2 separate regions of the Sus scrofa genome follow, and region 2 is linked to region 1. Evidence: chromatin contacts called from public Hi-C data. All regions are on one chromosome and are shown on one strand. Each heading gives the region's core, a stretch centred on a gene start, on an enhancer-like site or on the middle of the called end of the contact. The rest is flanking DNA. Distances are from core to core; before and after follow the strand shown. Region 1 has its middle 71 kb from the start of MIR133A-2. Region 2 has its middle 140 kb from the start of GATA6.

What was found. Hi-C and Micro-C count contacts between places; a contact is called where the count stands out from the background.
Region 2: a Hi-C map of omental adipose tissue shows a contact between it and region 1, with 1.9 times the contacts expected there. The contact joins two enhancer-like sites. A contact is called at or near these places in 2 of 47 Hi-C or Micro-C datasets (embryonic fibroblasts and omental adipose tissue).

Annotation. Positions count from the first base shown.
Region 1 is chr6:107,067,079-107,072,718 of Sscrofa11.1, reverse strand. No RefSeq gene overlaps it. Among named protein-coding and RNA genes, the nearest start is that of MIR133A-2, 71 kb to the right of the region's middle. Within about 2 kb of position 2,863, at least 1 of the 83 cell types and tissues checked has an H3K27ac peak or open chromatin away from gene starts, as enhancers often do. A contact at or near this core is called in omental adipose tissue, where this site is marked.
Region 2 is chr6:107,420,130-107,425,769 of Sscrofa11.1, reverse strand. No RefSeq gene overlaps it. Among named protein-coding and RNA genes, the nearest start is that of GATA6, 140 kb to the right of the region's middle. Within about 2 kb of position 3,244, at least 3 of the 83 cell types and tissues checked have an H3K27ac peak or open chromatin away from gene starts, as enhancers often do. A contact at or near this core is called in omental adipose tissue, where this site is marked.

The DNA.
Region 1 (5,640 bases), core at 1,614-4,113:
AAGGTAACTGCAAACACTCATCCCAGTCCCTAATATCACCCTGGTCACTGTGACACTGGGGCCCGAGTCAGTCCCGAGCACGGAACCCAGAGGGAGCCAGGGGGAATTTTGCTCCAAAGACCCCGGAAGAAAGGAAAACCCGCCTCTCCACTCCTCTGTCCCCAGGCCTGACTAGTGATGAGGTTTTACCTTAGACCATGGAACATTTAGGAAATGAAAGACTTAGCCAGATTTATAAAAGTAAAGACTTTGGGAAAAGCAATACATCATGAAGAACCCCAAATCATAAACAATTTCTACCCTTTGCTAGCTCTGTGCTGTTATAAGTCCTTGAAAAGGTACTTTTCACCTTTTTTGTCACAATTCTTTACTGTGACAAAATGGGAAAGCTATGTCTTCCTTTCAAGAGTATTGAAAAGGAATTAATTTAAAGCACCATCATACTGTAAGAATTGCATAAATGTCAAATCACGAAGAATACTGTAAATGATTTATTTCTCATCAAATAAAGTAACCCCAGCTAGACAACTAAAAAAAAAAAAGACTTGAAAGAGGGTTTTGGTCTAGGTTGGCACAAATGCATCAATGTGCCTGGGACCTGGGCCTGCAGGACACATTCCTGCACTCTAGACCCTTCGACTCAGGACACTCCACTTTCACAACGATATTTTGTTTATTACAGGAATATATTCTCCTTTTTAAATTTAAACAGGGAGTTCCCTGATGGTTTACTGGTCAGGACACAGCATTTTCACCACTGTGATCTGGGTTCATTCTCTGGTCTGAGCACAGATCCTACATCAGACTACTGCATGCCACAGACAAAAAATAAAATTAAATAAAAATTTAAATTTAAACAAAAAAGCTTTTAAAAGCACCTCCTGCCCCTTTGTCCCTACTCCTGCTCCCATTCCTATTTTCCTTTTTTTTTCTTTTTTTTTTTTTTTTTTTCTGGCCATACCCACAGCATGAGGAAATTCCAGGGCCAGGGGTAGAACCCATGCCACAGCAGCAACCTGAGCCACAGCAGTGACAACTACCAGGTCCTTAACCTGCTGAGCTATCAGGGAACTCCTCCCATCCCTATTTTCTACCAGCCCTACTTGTCTTCCTTAATGTAACTCCTCTTAGCTAAGCTGTGTGTCCTGATGGGCAGTGTTCAGGGCATTTAGTTGTATGTGTGTATATAGTGTCAGACTTTTAAATATACAATTTCTTACTCAAGGATTAAAGCATTTGACCTGAGGCACTTAGATATTGATGTGAACCTCTAGATTAAACTTTAATCTCTTCAGCTGGCTTGTGCCCTTTACAAGGTAGAAGCTAACTCCTCAGTAATTGCAAAAGAAATCAGTACTGTGGTTAACTCTCAGTTACCTGAAGACTCATTTTCCAGTCTGGTAACTCCTGGGCCCTCTCTGCTTTTCCAACTCTGCTTGGGTACCATATTTGGCTATTTTCCCTTTCATTAGCACCTCAGACAGAAAGCAAACTGATTAGATTAAAAAGACTTTTTGAGTATAACAGTTGTTACTTGTGACACTTTTCTTCAGTGCATTCAAAAGCAGAGAACTTGGGGAGTTCCCTTTGTGGCTCAGCGGTCACAAGCCCAACTAGTATCTGTGAGGATGTGGGTTCGATCCCTGGCCTCGCTCAGTGGGTTAAAGATCTGGCATTGCTGTGAGCTGTAGTGTAGGCCAGCAGCTGTAGCTCCAATTCGACCGCTAGCCTGGGGGAACTTCCATATGCCGCAGTTGCAGCCATTAAAAAAAAAAAAGCAAGAGAGAACTCGGAAATTAAATTTTTAAAAAACAGAGAATTTGGAAATTATTTTTCCTCTGATTGCCTAAAATGAGATTTGAGTTTATCGGCAAATTCTACCTACTCACGCCCTGGACACCCCTCCCCCACTGCCCAAAAGCTGGGACAATCATGGTTTGGCTTTGGCTGAGATTTATAGGGGAATGTATCTGGATTTCCCTCTCTACCCTGGTCTGCTAATGTCCAGTTGGCTGCCGTTCAGGGCAAGGTGCCAGGCCTATATTTTGGGGAAGGATCCTTCAGAGAGATAGGGGCGGATGTGATTTGGCCGCTATGTGAGATCTGGCATGTGACTTTATGTGCTTCGGTGTTATGTTTCCCAAATTCAGCACATGCACTTAGAAGGCTGCTCATCATCATCACAGAATATCTAGGCAGCAACCTCTTGGCACCAGAGTGCATTCGGAATGTCTTTTTAAAATACTATTTGAGTGAGAGGCCCGGGAAATGCACAATGGCATGGCACTGCATGGTACTGACCTGTTATGCTGATGTGGGCGTTTCCTGGGAAATTTTAAGATATTTCCCTGTTTCTGACAATCTGAAAGAACTCTGGAAAGACATGGAATCCATTTTATAATTGTTTTCATTTATTCCGTGAAAACAATGGCAAGTGCTAATTTGAAATTAAACATGACAGAAAAAGAAAGGAATATTAGAACGCTGCCTTCCCTCTCTTAGACAATTCGCAAACAAGGGTGAAGAATGTTTTTGAATCACTCTTCTGAGCAAAACTGTCTTGCCCATGGCTTCCAAGTGTTTTCAGGAATACTTTCCCCCACCAAGCTGGGGTTTCAAATTTGTGATGATAGATTCTGGCAGCAGGTTTTTGGAAAACATATCTCTATACCATGTGAAACTCCAGCTCTTCATTTAGCTGAGCACGCTGTTACTTTGCTGTCATCAGAAAAGACACCGGTGTATCACTTAAGAGAATAGCAGAGTCCCAAATAATTTTTAAGGGATGGATGTCAAACACCTGGTGTCAGTTTTGTAGGAAGAAGTCAGCAAAAATAGAGCAGGCATGGCCCCTTGTCCCTTAAAACCATCAAGTGGCCGGCCAAGTTAAAGGTGTATTGGTGATGTATATGGTTCATCTTCTGATTTTGGACAAAGAGTTTGATAAAGAAAAGTAATGCCACCCCATTGGGAGAATGGCTTCCTGAAGGCTGGATTTCCTCCTTGGAAAATCAAAAAAAGGGGAGCAGGCTGATGACCTCAAAGGCTTCTTCAGACCAAGAATTCTTAGCCTGCTGGTAGGGTTCTGTCTATGTCCTTTTCCCCAGCAAGAACATTATTAGAGGATCAGGGTGGGGAGAAGCGCAGGGAAAATGACAGGCCAACATGTTTTCAAGGGCTTCATTTACTTTCCCCAATGTCTTGTCCTCACACAGAGCCCAGCCAAGTTCAGAGAAATTGGTTTGGGGAAACAAACACAACTTAGACATCACAATGTCATGTTAAAAAAAAAAAAAAAATGAGTAGTTCCCATTGTGGCTCAGTGGTTAACAAATCCAACTAGGAACCATGAGGTTGAGGGTTCAATCCCTGGCCTTGCTCAGTGGGTTGAGGATCCGGCGTTGCTGTGAGCTGTGGTGTAGGCTGCAGACATGGCTCGGATCCCGTGTTGCTGTGGCTCTGGCGCAGGCCGGCAACTACAGCTCCAATTGGACTCCTAGCCTAGGAACCTCCATATGCCGCGGAAGCAGCCCTAGAAAAGGCAAAAAGACAAAAAAAAAAGACAAGACAAGTCACTCCAGGTGTGGGTTTGCAGCATTTTAACCAACTGGTAACTCTGTTTTCCTTCTTCCTTATCAGGGCCCAAGTTACTAAGAAAACAGTTTATTTGACTAAAAATCATAAACGACAATAGGAATCTTGGTGCTGTGCAAATTAAATGAGATGTAAACTCTTAGCATGGTGATTGGCATTAGTAAATAATCGATAATTATTAGCGATTGTTGCATTGGTGACAACTTACTTTTGGTAATCTCCTTATGAAGCAGTTTCACATATTATTTCACTTAATCTGATCTTTCAACACGTGTTTAATGGATGCCTGCTAGGATGTGTCAGAATCTGTTCTGAGCACTGGGAATACAATCATGACCAAGATTGGCAGAGGCTGTGCCCTCACAGAATTTATGTTCTGGTTGGGGGAGAAAAACAGTGAACAAGGAAAAATGGTACAGTGAGGGGACCAGGGTAAGAAAGGGTGGGGACTGGTTGTTACACTCAGAGTCGTCGGGGAAGCCCTCTTTGGTGAGGAGACATTTGAGCAGATGCCTGAAGGAAGTGAGGGGTGAGCCCTGTGAATGTTCATGGGAAAGTCGTTGAAGGTGGAGGGAACAGCAGATGCAAGGCCCAGGGGTAGAAAAGTGGGTGGCATGTTTGGGAAAGAAAAAGGAGGCAGTGAGAGGCTGGGGTGGGAGGATGCCAGGGGCCTGGACCATGGAGGGATTCTGTTTTCTTTCCCAGGTTAGAGGCAAAGCCTTTGGAGGGTCCTAAGCACAGGAGGAAAGCAGGGCGAGGAGGCAAGGGGACAGAGCACTGAAACCAGGTCAGGGTGAGACTTGAGTCGCTCTGCCCATGCCTCCCCGGACAGACACATGACAAGAGAAGGTCGGATGTACTCATGACATTAGGAGACACCGGGCTAGATCCAGTTTTGAGTAAAAAATCTGGGGAGTTCTCATTGTGGCTCAGTGGGTTACAAATCCAACTAGTATCCATGAGGATGCAGGTTCAATCCCCAGCCCTGATCAGTAGGTTAAGGTCCTGTGTTGCCACAAGCTGCAGCATAAGTCACATATGTGTTTTGGATCCAGTGTTGCTGTGGCTGGGGTGTAGGGTGGCAGCTACAGCTCCAATTTGACCCCTAGTCTAGGAACCTCCATATGCTATGGGTGTGGCCCTAAAAAAAAAAAAAAAAGGAAGAAAAAGAAAGAAACCTGGGCGAGGGGTGGCAGTCACTAGATTCGGAAGACCATTTTGCAAAAATCAAAGCCTCTAACCAGTTCCCTGGAGAAGAAAAGTTGCTTGTGATCTGAGCTACCAACTGTGAGAGAGCCCCACAGCGAGGGTAGGGGACCCCATTAGAATCCCTTCAGGGAACTTTATCTCCTTCTCCACCAGGCTAGGGAGCCTCCAGGCTCCTCAGAGGAAGCTGCCAAGAGGTTCGGTCCTCAGAGAGGAGACGGACCTGCATCAATCACTTGAGTATTTATCCAGTGCTGACATGCCCACAGCTGCGATAGGCCAGCAAGAAATCCTGGTCCCTGTCATCAATTTGTTTATAATTTGGCTCAACAGAGATGGGACTCACATAAAATGCTTTGTAAGCAAACCCCTGAGGTTAAACCAAAGGCTCACCCAGAATAGGTCCTTAACAAATAGCTGTGATGGGAACTGTTAAAACTTGTAGGAGTTGGGATAGAGGAGAGATCCCCATCTTGACACTCCTGGGAAGGCTCCAGGGCTCGGGGGCAGAGTGTAGGACGTGCCCTGGATGGAGAAGTTCTCAGGCCAAGGGAGAGGGATGAGCAAGGCTTCCATCTGCACCGGGTCCCCAGGGACGTGGCTAACACGAGAAAGCTGCATGTTGTTAGGTGTCTGCTGCACAAGCACTTTTGTCCCGCTGTCCCTTGATCTTTCTTACTGATATAACGATACCGCCCTTCCCTATTGCGTTTTATCCTCGAAGAGACTGCAACATTGGGGGTAATGGGGAAACCTGTGATCCTGTGCCTGGCCTGCCTGCTGTTGGAGAGATCCTCTCACTAGATGGAGATGGTGTCCTTGCCAGCAACAGGCGGTGGT
Region 2 (5,640 bases), core at 1,995-4,494, 350 kb before region 1:
GACTCCAAACCTGGCCAGGGGCTTGCTTCTTTCTGTAGCGTGATGCCTTCACAGCCCTTCCAGGGGAGTAAAATTCCAGGCAGTCCAGCTCCCCCTGAGGTCAGGGAACCCGAGGAAAAGCTGTTTCAGGATTAAGTAAATTGCATTCAAAAGAAACCCATGTGGCTTCCTACAGTTGGTATCACTCCAGAGAACCATTATCCAAGCCTCTTTGATGAGCCTGAATTTCCCAAACTTAGAGTTGGTTTAGGTGACTGATGACAGACCCACAGAGCTGGACCGACTCTGTGCGCAGACGGGACCTGAGATATGGAGCAATAACAGTCAGTCAAAGGGCACCTTTCACATCAGATTCGACGTACATATCCGTCTCTTTATTTTTAAGATGTAAGTACTTAGAAAGTTCTTTTCCAAAAAATATGTGGACTGGCTATCCTCGAAGAATGGGAAGATTTACACAGGATGCTCCCCAAATGATTTCATCTGTTGAAAATACTGTTTAAAAGCCTGGTCGTGGAAGATCCAGCTCTCTTCAATTTGCCAAACACCCGATTCTCATTCTAGAGAACTTCATTCTTCTGGCTTTTGAGAAGGAAAATGCCTACCTCAGGAACTACAGTGTTAACAGATCCTCCTTGTAAGTGAATGTTTAATGAACTGTAAAACCCATCATAAAACACTTCATATGGCTTTAGTTACTCCACGAGCCAAACTATGCCTGAGGCATACAAAACTATACCTTGCTCATCTTTTCAGATGCCATAGAAACCTCTGTTGAGAGTGCTCCTTTTTTTCCCATCCTGGGGCTTTTCTTTTTTTAACCTCTCTTTTTGGTTAATCTGATTGCATCTCTCTTCCTAGAGGAGACTGGTTCTGAACCACTTTCAAAAGTGTGTTTGTGGCATCTGAAAGTGCCGTACCTCCCACACTCCAGTGCTAAAGTTTGAAAGAATACATCATTTCGAGTTTGATGTATATCCAAAGCTGAGAACACAATGCAAGGGAGTGTTTGCCATATTTCACTCCACAGTGGAGTCACAGTTTTTCCTTAGACATGGTTTTAGCATAAAGTAAATTGTATTTCCAGGATTGCTGCCAAATACAACAAAACAAATAATGATGACCAAAAACAGCAAAATGTGAGTGGACCAGAAGTGATGATGTTTCATGAGGAAATCCCACAAATGTTTTAAAGATGCTTTGGATTTACTTGAAGATTAATTAATTAAACTAGGTTGGCAAAGTCCCAACATAGAGGACTCTACTAGGAGAGAATTCAGTAGAAACTCAACAAAGAGGCAAGTAATGATTTGATGCTCCTTAATGGAAATGATGTGTTGCACCTCAACAATTAGCGATTCTGAAAACGAATCGCAGACTAGTTTGTGTATTTTTCATATCAGCTAAATACTTCATAGTAGCTATTGTCCAGATATTCTAAGTTACCTTACTCCATTTCTTTTTCTGCTTTTTTTTTTTTTTTTTTTTTTGCTTTTTTGGCCCACACCCATGGCACATGGAGGTTCCCAGGCTAGGGGTCAAATCGGAGCTACAGCTGCTGGCCACAGCCACAGCCACAGCAACACAGGATCCAAGCCGCATCTGCGACCTACACAACAGCTCACAGCAATGCCGGATCCTTAACCCAAAGAGCGAGGCCAGGGATCAAACCTGCGTTCTCATGGATGCTTGTCAGATTTGTTAACTGCTGAGCCATGATGGGAACTCCTCCATTTCTGCATGACATGGATTTCTAGCAAATCATCATCACATCAGCATCAAATGATTCATAAAACATCCTATGTCTCCTTAACATTCTTCAGCTGAGTGTTGTGGGGGGCATGGAACTAACATTTACTCCATAAAGGAATTTCGCTGGGCTGTTCCAGGATTTTCTCAGGTAATCCTCACAACAACACTGTGAGATAGGTCCCATGATCTCTCTTTTACATTTACAGAATTGAAGTTCTGAAAAGGTAGTTATTCAAGCTGGAGTGTGTTGTAGGTTTCAGAAGCGTAAAGGAGACAAATCGGTGACTCTAGAAGAGTATTGCTCCATATGTCCTACTTTACTTCTTTCGAGCAATGCAAGTGGAGGCATTGGATTGGTGTAGTTAAAACTGCTTTAGACCAGCAGCTTCAGACGCAGTGGCGCTCTGGGACGGAGGCACTCGATCTCAGCCTGACAAGCATTTCATCTTTACTGGTGTGGTTGGTGCTTGGCCAAAATGCGAGAGAAAAGATATTACACAGTCCTATAATATGGTATAAAATCACCAAATCAGGAGTTCTCTTGTGACCCACGGCGGCTTAGTTCATGGTTATGTCACGGGTTCCACAGGTTCCATCCTTGGCCGGGGAAGATCCACATGCCGCAGGCATGGCCAAAAAAAAAAAAAAAAAACAAAGAAAAAAAATCACTGAATCAATTCACTTCTTTTTTTTAAACCGAGGTAAAATTCACATAACATAAAATTGACCATTTTAACCATTTTAAAGCGTACAATCTGGCAGCTTCTAGTGCATTCATAACATTGTACAAAAAGCCCTTCCTTCTCCTTAATCCTTCAGGGGAATTGTCTCGGCCTGGTGCTGCTATATCTTTAATGACCCTAATATTTTACCATCTCCCTCTTTAGGGAAAGCAAGCTTAGAGTCTCTGATAAATAAGTATACAATTAGAATTTGATAACATAAATGTGGTGTTTTATTTATATTTATCTTTTATTCACCCTGAATTTCTATTTATGTAGTAGCAAAATTTCCTTATTAAATAAATATTTTAAGTAAAATGGTGAGTTACTTTTAAGGAAATTTTTAGGTAAATAATTAGCATTAGTGGTACATAATATGGTACGTAAACAAATAAACAATAAACAAACAAAAAACCCACAAAGGAATGAATGACTAAAATTCCAGAACCCACTCGCCTGGCGTTTGGATGGAAAGTGACAGGGGGATGAGGCGACAGGCGTTTAGAGGAGAAGGACAGGCAGAATGAAACAACCCGTCAAACGGTCACAGGGATGCGTGGACTTGGGAAGAGGGGCTCACAGTAGATTCTGGAAGGTAGGCTGGGCCTGAGTCTTCTTTCCTGCCAGTCCATGGGCCCAGCCTGCCTTCTACCAGGGTTCTGAAGGCTTAGTGATCCTGGCATTGTCTCCACTCTCTGACGGGCAGGAAAATACCCCGCCTCCGAGCAGAAGCAGACCCACTCTCAGCAGGGGCAGGAACACAAAGGACGGTCAACCAGGAGGGCTTGTCTCCGTGAAGAAAGGAGGCTGGGAGACGGGCTAAGAGGCTGGACCACAGAGGAACAGCGGCAGCCATGATGCAGGCAAACTTTCCAGTCTTTCGGAGACTCCAGAGGCCAGGGACTCGAGAAGGTTTGTCCTTTTGCCCTCCAGCTTGTTCAGATGAAGGCTGTGGTTACAGCACGTGTGGGAGTGGACCTGTATGATGGGTTGTCTTCCCTCCCTAAGATCTGCTCGCCGGACCCATTGGAGCAGGAAACTGACTGCATGCCTCAGAAGTGAGGTTCTGCTGCTGGAAGATTCTTCCCCAACTACAAATCTGTTTCTAATGATTCACCATTTGTAAATGGAACTCCCATCCCAGGCTCTTCATTAGTAAGAGGTTATCAAGAAGAAAAATGGGGCACCCATCTGGAGATAAAAACCCCTGATGCCTAACAGATTTTCAGGAAGACTTCCAGCCCCCCTAGATTTGAAGACAATGTGTGTACAGACATACATGCAGACACACACATGAACACACACACACACACACACACACAGAGCTAGCCTTAACCAGAATATTCATTTATTCTAGGTACCCTACATATACTAGCCTATCCACTACATGAAAGACAAGTCCCTCCTCGGAGTTTCCTGGTGGCTCAGTAGGTTAAGGATCTGGTGTTGTCATTGCTATAGAGCAGGTTTGACCCCTGGCCCTGCAACTTCTACGTACCACAGGCACAGCCAAACAAACAAACAAAAAAAGACAAAACTCCTCCTTTGAAAAAGTGCAAATAATATAAAAGAATCAGTACATTAAGCCACCAGTGCTATACAAATTGGTCTAACACCATGTAAGGCAGTGCCTTTCACTGACAACTAGGAGTGATCAGATACACAGGAAAATGAGAGTTTGATCCCTAGAAACCGCATTTGCCCCACTTACTGCCACATTCCTCTTTTCCTTCCCGCAAAATTTGTCTCAGGAGCTGCTCGTGGTCCCTCAGCCACATCCTCATCCTCGGACTCAGCCCTACCTGGCAAAGTCACCCGAGCCTTCACATTGTCAAGCCCAACCGCCACTTCCCTGCCTTCCTCCTCCTCGATTCTTGGCAGCTTCTGTCACAGCTGAACTCTCTGACTTGAAACGCTCTCTTATCTCAGCTTCTGTAACATTAAACTCTTCTGATTTTCATCCAACCTCACTGGCCACGCCTTCCCCATCTCCTACCCCCTCTGCACTGCCTTTGAAAAGCGGGAGAATCCGGGGCCACAGCTCGGCAGCCTTTCCCTGGGTGAGCCCCCCAAGGCGGGGTGGGGAGGGCACTGAATACCACCTCTAGGCTGACAACTCCAAATTTATATCTCTAGTCTTGACCCCTCTCTGGGGTTCTGAACTCAAATATCCAACTATCTCCTTGCTGGCTCTACTTGTGTGTCTACCAGGCATCTCAACCTTAATCTGTCCTCAGCAGAACTTTGATTTCTCCTCCCATACTCTCTGTCTGTCTTTCCCTTCTCAAAAATGACACCAGGGGTTCCTTCTTGGCTCAGCAGAAATGAATCTGACTAGCATCCATAAGGAGGTAGGTTCGATCCCTGGCCTCGCTCAGTGAGTTAAGGATCTAGCATTGCTGTGAGCTGGGGTGTAGCTCGCAGACCCGGCTCGGATCTGACATTGCTGTGGCTGTGGTGTAGGCCGGCAGTTGTAGTTCCGATTGGACCCCTAGCCTGGGAACCTCCAAATGCCACGGTACAGCCCTAAAAAGACCAAAAAAAAAAAAAAAAAAAAAAAATGACACCAACACCCAACCGGTGATCTAAACAAAAACTCTGCACTTTGTCAAGATTACTGCCTTCTAGCTGTCCCCTCTGTTTCTGTCCCTCTCTAGAAAACTCTTCAATGGCATTCCCTCTCAAAATAATCTCAGACCTGAGCCTTGCCCAGGGTTTGCCCACCCACCCACCTCTCCTGGACCTGTCTCCTCTCCTCCCACTTCCTCTCTGTCTGCTACCCTCCAGCCGTGGCACCTCCACGCTGCTCCTCCTCCAACTCCACACACACCTCCAGCAGGGCCTCTGCTTCCTCTCCTGCTGCGCCTGTGCCTCATGGCCCACTTCCTCACATCCGCTCCCAAAGGTCACCCCATCTGAGAGGGCTCCTGATCGTCTTACCTGAAACCAGCCCTCCTTGTCACCCTGTCTCCCCTCACAATGCTTCTCTGTGCTTCTCTACCACTGCCTGGCATGTGGGGCTGATTACTATTGGCTTCCATCTGCTGGAGTGGAAGGTCAAGGGCGGGACGTGATCGGTTTTGTTCAGGGCTCCATCTCCAGAGCCTGGGAAAGGGCCTGGCACATAGTAGGTGTTAAATCAATCACTGTTGACTGAATTAGTAAA